Regions from separate parts of the Mus musculus genome. Here region 1 is linked to region 2. The links are chromatin contacts, called in public promoter capture Hi-C maps. All regions are on one chromosome and are shown on one strand. Each heading gives the region's core, a stretch centred on a gene start, on an enhancer-like site or on the middle of the called end of the contact. The rest is flanking DNA. Distances are from core to core; before and after follow the strand shown. Region 1 has its middle 54 kb from the start of Hmgcll1. Region 2 holds the start of Bmp5 (bone morphogenetic protein 5).

The links. Promoter capture Hi-C pulls out the DNA fragments that hold promoters and counts their contacts.
Region 1: a promoter capture Hi-C map of second pharyngeal arch cranial neural crest shows a contact between it and region 2, with 2.6 times the contacts expected there. The contact joins the enhancer-like site here to the promoter of Bmp5 in region 2. A contact is called at or near these places in 7 of 39 promoter capture datasets (the 3T3-L1 cell line, 3T3-L1-derived adipocytes, the C10 cell line and 3 more), 1 of 484 Hi-C or Micro-C datasets (uterus) and 2 of 9 other capture datasets (adipose tissue and liver).

Annotation. Positions count from the first base shown.
Region 1 is chr9:75,959,767-75,962,895 of GRCm38.p6, forward strand. No RefSeq gene overlaps it. Among named protein-coding and RNA genes, the nearest start is that of Hmgcll1, 54 kb to the right of the region's middle. Within about 2 kb of position 1,370, at least 37 of the 459 cell types and tissues checked have an H3K27ac peak or open chromatin away from gene starts, as enhancers often do. A contact at or near this core is called in second pharyngeal arch cranial neural crest, where this site is marked.
Region 2 is chr9:75,773,795-75,777,162 of GRCm38.p6, forward strand. Bmp5 (bone morphogenetic protein 5) reads left to right here and starts at 1,571. Exons shown (of 7, transcript NM_007555.4): 1 at 1,571-2,788. The coding sequence starts at 2,299.

The DNA of each region.
Region 1 (3,129 bases), core at 120-2,619, 190 kb after region 2:
TTCAGATTCGTAATGCCACATTTTCTTTCTTCCCACCAAGGAAGGACAAACTCGATTCTTTCCGCCCAGGTCATTTTAGCCTTAGTGTGTAGTGGTTAAAGATGCAAGCCTTGGGGAAGGAAGCCAGCTCTACAGATCATGCAGTTTGTACTTCACAACACTTACTCTGAAGTGGAAACACATGCTTTCTTCCCTTGCAGCCAGCCACTAAGTAGCTTTGCCTCTCTTACCCAGCTTAGTGACCTGGAGGCTCCTTATCTTTGAAATGCAGATAAGGCTGGGAGCTCCAAGTCTGAGAAATTACTGAAGGGACTCAGTGGAGGGCACAAAGCCTGCTACAGAAGAGACATTTGGTAAATTTCAGTTACACTTAGTTTTGTTAACACTGTAAAGCTGGTCAATGAAATATATCTATTTCATCTTCCAAACTTTTCAAAGTTGTTTGTGATTTTGAGTGAGATAAATAGTAGCTGTTTACAATGAATGCATCTTTAGTGATTAGCAATCCTCTCGCTCTTGGTAAATGATTAGAAAATTGAACAGCTTTACATTTAAGGCATTCCTTCATTCTGCTTCTTCAGGGTCTTAACAGTTGATTAGAATCTGGGATATGTCTCCTAGATCTCCTTTAAGTTTATCTTAAAACACACTGCACAACGCTCTTCAGAGTTAAGAATTTAGGGCAAAGGTTAATGGGAACTCAGCTCCTGACTTTAATGACCTTGGTTTTTGTTTTGTTTTTTTTTTTTTTTACATAATGTAGAAAAGTTCAAACTTTTGAAAAAAATTCTGGAAAAAAATTGGGAGTATTTCTTGGCTTCCACATAAAATGCTTTAAAGAAGAAATGGTTGCGGGGACACAACAGTCTCCTGTCATGTCTAGAGCAAGGTCCAGAAAATGTTTTCAAGACTTTGGAAATGTTTGAATAGTACTGCTTTCTGAACTGCCTGCTAGGCATGCACAATGATTCATTTCCTTTATGTAGAAACCAAACCTTTAAGATGATAGGTCAGAGAAGGTGATTTGAATTATATTGCTTTGGAAAAAAAAAAATCCGAGTGAGGCCTTTATGCTCTGTTAGTTACACAACACTAAAGTAAAACAAATGAGTCCTGCTGTAAACGATAATTTATGGCTTGTTCTTTCATAATAAAAAAGTTGAAACTATAATCTTTATAAGGTTTCAACATGCCGTATGTAGTATGTAATACTACATACTATTTACTACATACTGTTTCCCTATGCTAAGAAGTGAGAAAAGAGAATGTAATTGCTTTTGCTCAAGGGCACAGGAACAGTACCAACCCTGACAGTTACCCTGGGTATTTTCCAAAGAACAGTTACTGATCTCTGACACTTCGAGTGTGGTTTTCCATTCAGAGGTTAACCGATTCCTGAGTATCCCAAGCTTTTAATTCCTGAAACATGATCCTGTTGGCATGCACAGGTCTGCTAATAGTTTTGGTTCTCTTTGTAAGACTATGACATGGTTAGGCTATGGTGGTTCTTTTTGGTTTTTAGCATGGAGCTTGCATCCGTGCTTGATTCAGAACCAAATCAACCGACTAAACAAACAAAGCAAAATGGTTTATGAAAGTGTATTCCTAGGGGGCGAAATCTGTGAGAAGAGAAGTTATGAGCCAGAGATGCCTTGCTCAGCCTGTTTCTGTTATTTCATTCTTGGAAGTGTATGCTTTAGGCAAAAGAGCTGGGTTTTATGTAGCTATTGTTGAGGCAATATATGGTCCTTACTGTAGGTGTTAATAGTCTGACTAATAATTTTCCAATCTACCCAACTTCATAGTAGATATATTATATTACATTATTACATATTTATTATGTCTTTTAATAAAATGTAACAGAGCTCAGAAAAACAAACGTTTTAATTTAATAGCACATCTTACCTATTTTACTTTAAGAAATTTTAGGATAGGTTACAGTGAGGATTTTAAACAATGATCTAAATATATTCCTCTTATAACTAGTTCAGTTAACATGAAAGTATTTTTTTCATCAATGCTGAGATTTGAGGCAAATGACTTTACAGTATTGTTTGAATTCTAATTGCAAACCCAAAGGGATGTCCCAGGAAAAATGAAAGTAAAGATTTGGACTGGCCTTGGAAGAGGGAAGCCATGCTATACCTGGGAAGTCCCTGCAAAGTTATAGTATCAGGAAAATGGTAGACAGTGTGCTTAGGAACTTGTCAAGACACTTGGCCCAGCTTCTGAATCTCCTCCCAAGTCTCTTGCTCTCCCTCTCCCTTCCCCACTTCTCTCTGAGGCAGGGTCTTGTTCTTAGTGCTGGCTAGTCTTAACTCACTATGTAGACCAAACTAAAATGCTTGTTTTTAATATTTTAAAATTTAATTTGTGTGTGTGTTCACATGTGTGCCTGAATATATGCATGTATGCACATGTGTGTACGAGCCAATGAGGAACAGAAGTGTCAGATGCTCAGAACTATAGTTACAGAGGGGATGAGCCACATGTGAGCACTAATGAACTGTACTCAGTTCTCTGCAAGAGCAGCCAGTGCTCTTAATTTCTGAGACATCTCTCCAACCTCTCCCCCAAACCTAATATTCCCCAATAAGCTATAATTCTACTGAAATATTAATGTTTAAAATAGAAAGGAATGGCCTTAGAAGAAACTGAGTGTGTTCTGGTTAGCATGTCTTTAGCTACAGGACTTTGTATTAAAATCACGTTGTTTAATATGATTGCTAAGCATACCCCTCAAGTTCTTTTTAAACAGATATTTGTCAGCTTCTAAAATACCAATCAGCAAAAATGTTGCTTGAAAACAAATTCAGTGTTTTCATATATTATTGAGATACAGGTCTACCTCTGTCGTATTGGTATTCAAAAATATAGAGCGGGACATTTTTATTGGAGATTTAAATATTTCCATTTGTCTCATTCATGTTCTTGTATTAACTTGTCCTAATCTCTGTTTCTGTCACCATCTCTTGCTGTTTCCCTGTCCCCCTCTCCCTCCTGAGATATAAGAAGCAGATGCCACAGAGTGAAGATTAGCTTAGTGAATAGAGAAGCTAAGCAAATTCAGGGTGGTCAAGATGTCTGTGACTGAGCTTGAAACAAATGCTTAGTCATGGTCATTTTAAG
Region 2 (3,368 bases), core at 321-2,820:
TTAAAACCCGGAGGTTTTCCATAGCCTACTTGATATATTTTATAAACACAAAAGAGTAATCGATCTGAATCTGTACTGATGACCAAAATTTGGTGTTTGGTTTGGATGCTAAGTAAAAAAAATCTCAGGGATGTTAGAAGTTCAAACTTCTGCTTATTGCAGTGGTATCTGGTCCCTGAAAATCTTCATGGCTGCTCTTCCTTGTGATATCTCTTTTACAACAATGCTCCCTGAGTGTAGTCTCTGAGCTGCTGTTCTGACTGCAGTGGCATCCTGTAATGATGCAGAATTTTCAGTGAGGGAAAACATTCAACTGCACTCTCAAGTTTTCCTAGTGATCTGTACAAGAGAAATGACGTATCCCTCCAGAACCGGAAGCCCCCTCAGTGTCTTGCATTCACTGATGAACTGAAGACCATGAGAAATATGACTGTTTCATTCACTCAGAGGAAATACGTTAAAAGAAATTAAACAAGGAATGAGACACCTCTCGGAAAAGAAAAATAAAACATTAGAATTTCACCACAGTTCTAGAATTCACTGGATAAATTTACCTTGCTATCGGAATGCTGTCCCAGACAATGAAAGCACTGTAAATGCTAAGGTTAAATGCGTGCCTGAGAGGAAAATTATAGCAGGCAGAGAAACATTGCAGACTTCCAAATTTTAAAGGCATTAACCATTAAGGATAAACACATACTTCGCTCATTTCCTCAGATTAGGTATGGCATTTTAGAAAGGTGCACACTTTCTCTATTCTACCCATCAAAATTCAGAAATTCCACTTCCAATTTGTGTGTAGTCACGCAGGGTACCTGATCTTTAGCAAACAAACTGGTGTTTATTTGTACAACTTAAAACAAATCAAAGTACTGAGTGCACTTAGTAATAAATATCTTGTAGTAAGCATGACTACATTTCGGTGGTGATGGAGTAAAAGTTAAGGAAGATAATACTATAAATGAGATATTTCTATTTCAACTATTGATATAGTCAGAAATAAATATTATTTCTGCTTAAATCTTTTCTACAGATAATTAAGTTGGAGCTATCTAATTCTTATCCCTGAATTACAAGTGCTCTTTCTTTGGAATCGAATATATTTACTAATAATTCATTGTCTACTTTTTCTTACTTTAAAATAGCCAGTTGTCGTTAAGAATCAATAAATTTATTCCAATTTTAAAAATTGTCTTTTCAGTTTTTAAGAAGTAAATTTTAATGACTTTCAAAAGCTAGAAATAATCTCAAGTATGGCACTGAGTCATACCAAGTTAATTTGCTACAACCTGAGACTTAATATAGAAGTGTATTAAATGCATTCCATCAAAAAGCCTAAAACATTTCTGTATGGCTGGGTGGCAACGTTTTCAGCCTGTTACTTGAAAACTGGCTTTTATCCTCCCTGGAACGCGTACACCCCATAGATCACTGTTGTCTGTTACATGCATGGCCATAAAATTGCGAAAATGGAGGCTTTTCTGGTAGCAAAAGGGTTAACTTCTTTTTGCTTTACCAGTTTCAAATTACAAGGAGAAGCCTCTTCTTTCCCAGCAGGGCTGTGCTTACATTTCTCCTTAGATCTCTCTTGAAGAGGGCTGGTATATTTGTGCCTGCTGGAGGTGGAATTAACTGTAAGAAGGGGGGAAGAGATTGAATGGATTTACAGGGAGGATTGCAAGTAAATTCAGGGAAACACATTTACTTGAACACTATAACCTTGGGTCTTGTTTTACACTAAGACCATACAAAAGATGTTCAAGTTATCACTAGGCTGCCGGACAAATCTAATTCCAACACCAAGGTGCAGATCAGCGTAGATCTGTGATTCAGACCTCAGGATTTGCTTTGGAAAGAGTTCAAGTGTTGAGAAGAAGTCAGAGCAAGTGAAGAGAACTTGGGAGCTACAGTCTATCAGAAGACCAGCTTTCGTCAGTTCAAATACCAAAGGCCTGATTAGCATAAATTCACATAGGAATGCATAGGTTATTTGATCAAATAATTTTAACCAGCTTTTGCTACATCAACCTCTCAAAAGTTCTTAACAACTGTGGATAATTAGAAATCTGAATTTCAACTTTCTAAGGAATAACTACTCTTGACGTGTTCTAAAATATTTAAAGCAGGAGAAGAAGATGGACTGAGGGCGCGGTGTTCAGAAATATCACTGTCATGAAGAACAGGTAAATTTGTTTTTACATCTCCTGGTGAAGTATACTTCCAAGGAACCTGGATTATTATTTTTTTTCCAAGTGGACAAGAAGGATTAAAAATATCGACTTTTGCTTTTGCACAAAAATGCATTGGACTGTATTTTTACTTAGGGGTATTGTGGGCTTCCTCTGGAGCGGCTGGGTTCAAGTGGGTTATGCAAAAGGAGGCTTGGGAGACAATCACGTTCACTCCAGTTTTATTTATAGAAGGCTACGGAACCATGAGAGACGGGAAATACAGAGGGAAATTCTGTCTATTTTGGGTTTGCCTCACAGACCCAGGCCCTTTTCACCAGGGAAACAAGCATCTTCTGCCCCCCTCTTTATGCTGGATCTCTACAATGCCATGGCTAGCGAAGACAACCCTGAGGAGTCGGAGTATTTGGTGAGGGTGTCCCTGGCTGGAGAGGCCAAAGAGACAAGAAAGGGATACCCAGCCTCTCCCAATGGGTATGCGCATCGTCTGCACTTACCACCAAGGACTCCTCTGACTACCCAGAGCCCACCTCTTGCCAGCCTACATGATACCAACTTTCTGAATGATGCTGACATGGTCATGAGCTTTGTCAACTTAGGTATGTTATTCGTTTATTTGTTCATCTGTGTTAGTATAAAGAGGAAGTTTTTCTAATGTTAAAGTAGCCTCTTGGTAGGTGGCCATGTTTATATATTCATTCTATAAAATTCCCCTTCATAGCTTCTGTTTCATTTTCTATGTAGATATACGATTTTGTTTTATGCTACAGAGTCACATATTTTTTTTAACATGGAAAACTAAAATTAAAGTCACAATTTGGATAGAATTTGGTCCTTTGAGAGCTTATTAAAATTTAATTTAAAGATGTGCATAAAAGGCAATCCTGTAAAAAGGGAAAATTATTAGGATAGCAGTGCTTTGGGCAAAAGGGGAAAAAAAGAAAGAAAGAAATGAAAAAAGCAAGGACCCAGTGTTTATGTGTGGGAAAATAAAACTAACTTTCCAAACCAATTTTTTTGTTAGTGATTTAAAGAGCATGTGAATACATATTTATATGCTACTTAAAAGTTCTCACCTAGGGGGGGAAAAATCTCTAAATGAAATTAGCCAAGATCAAATGAGCTGGTAAATATTAGAAATCAAGGGGCTTCAGTGAGAAAAAATAGTTTAGAAAAGAC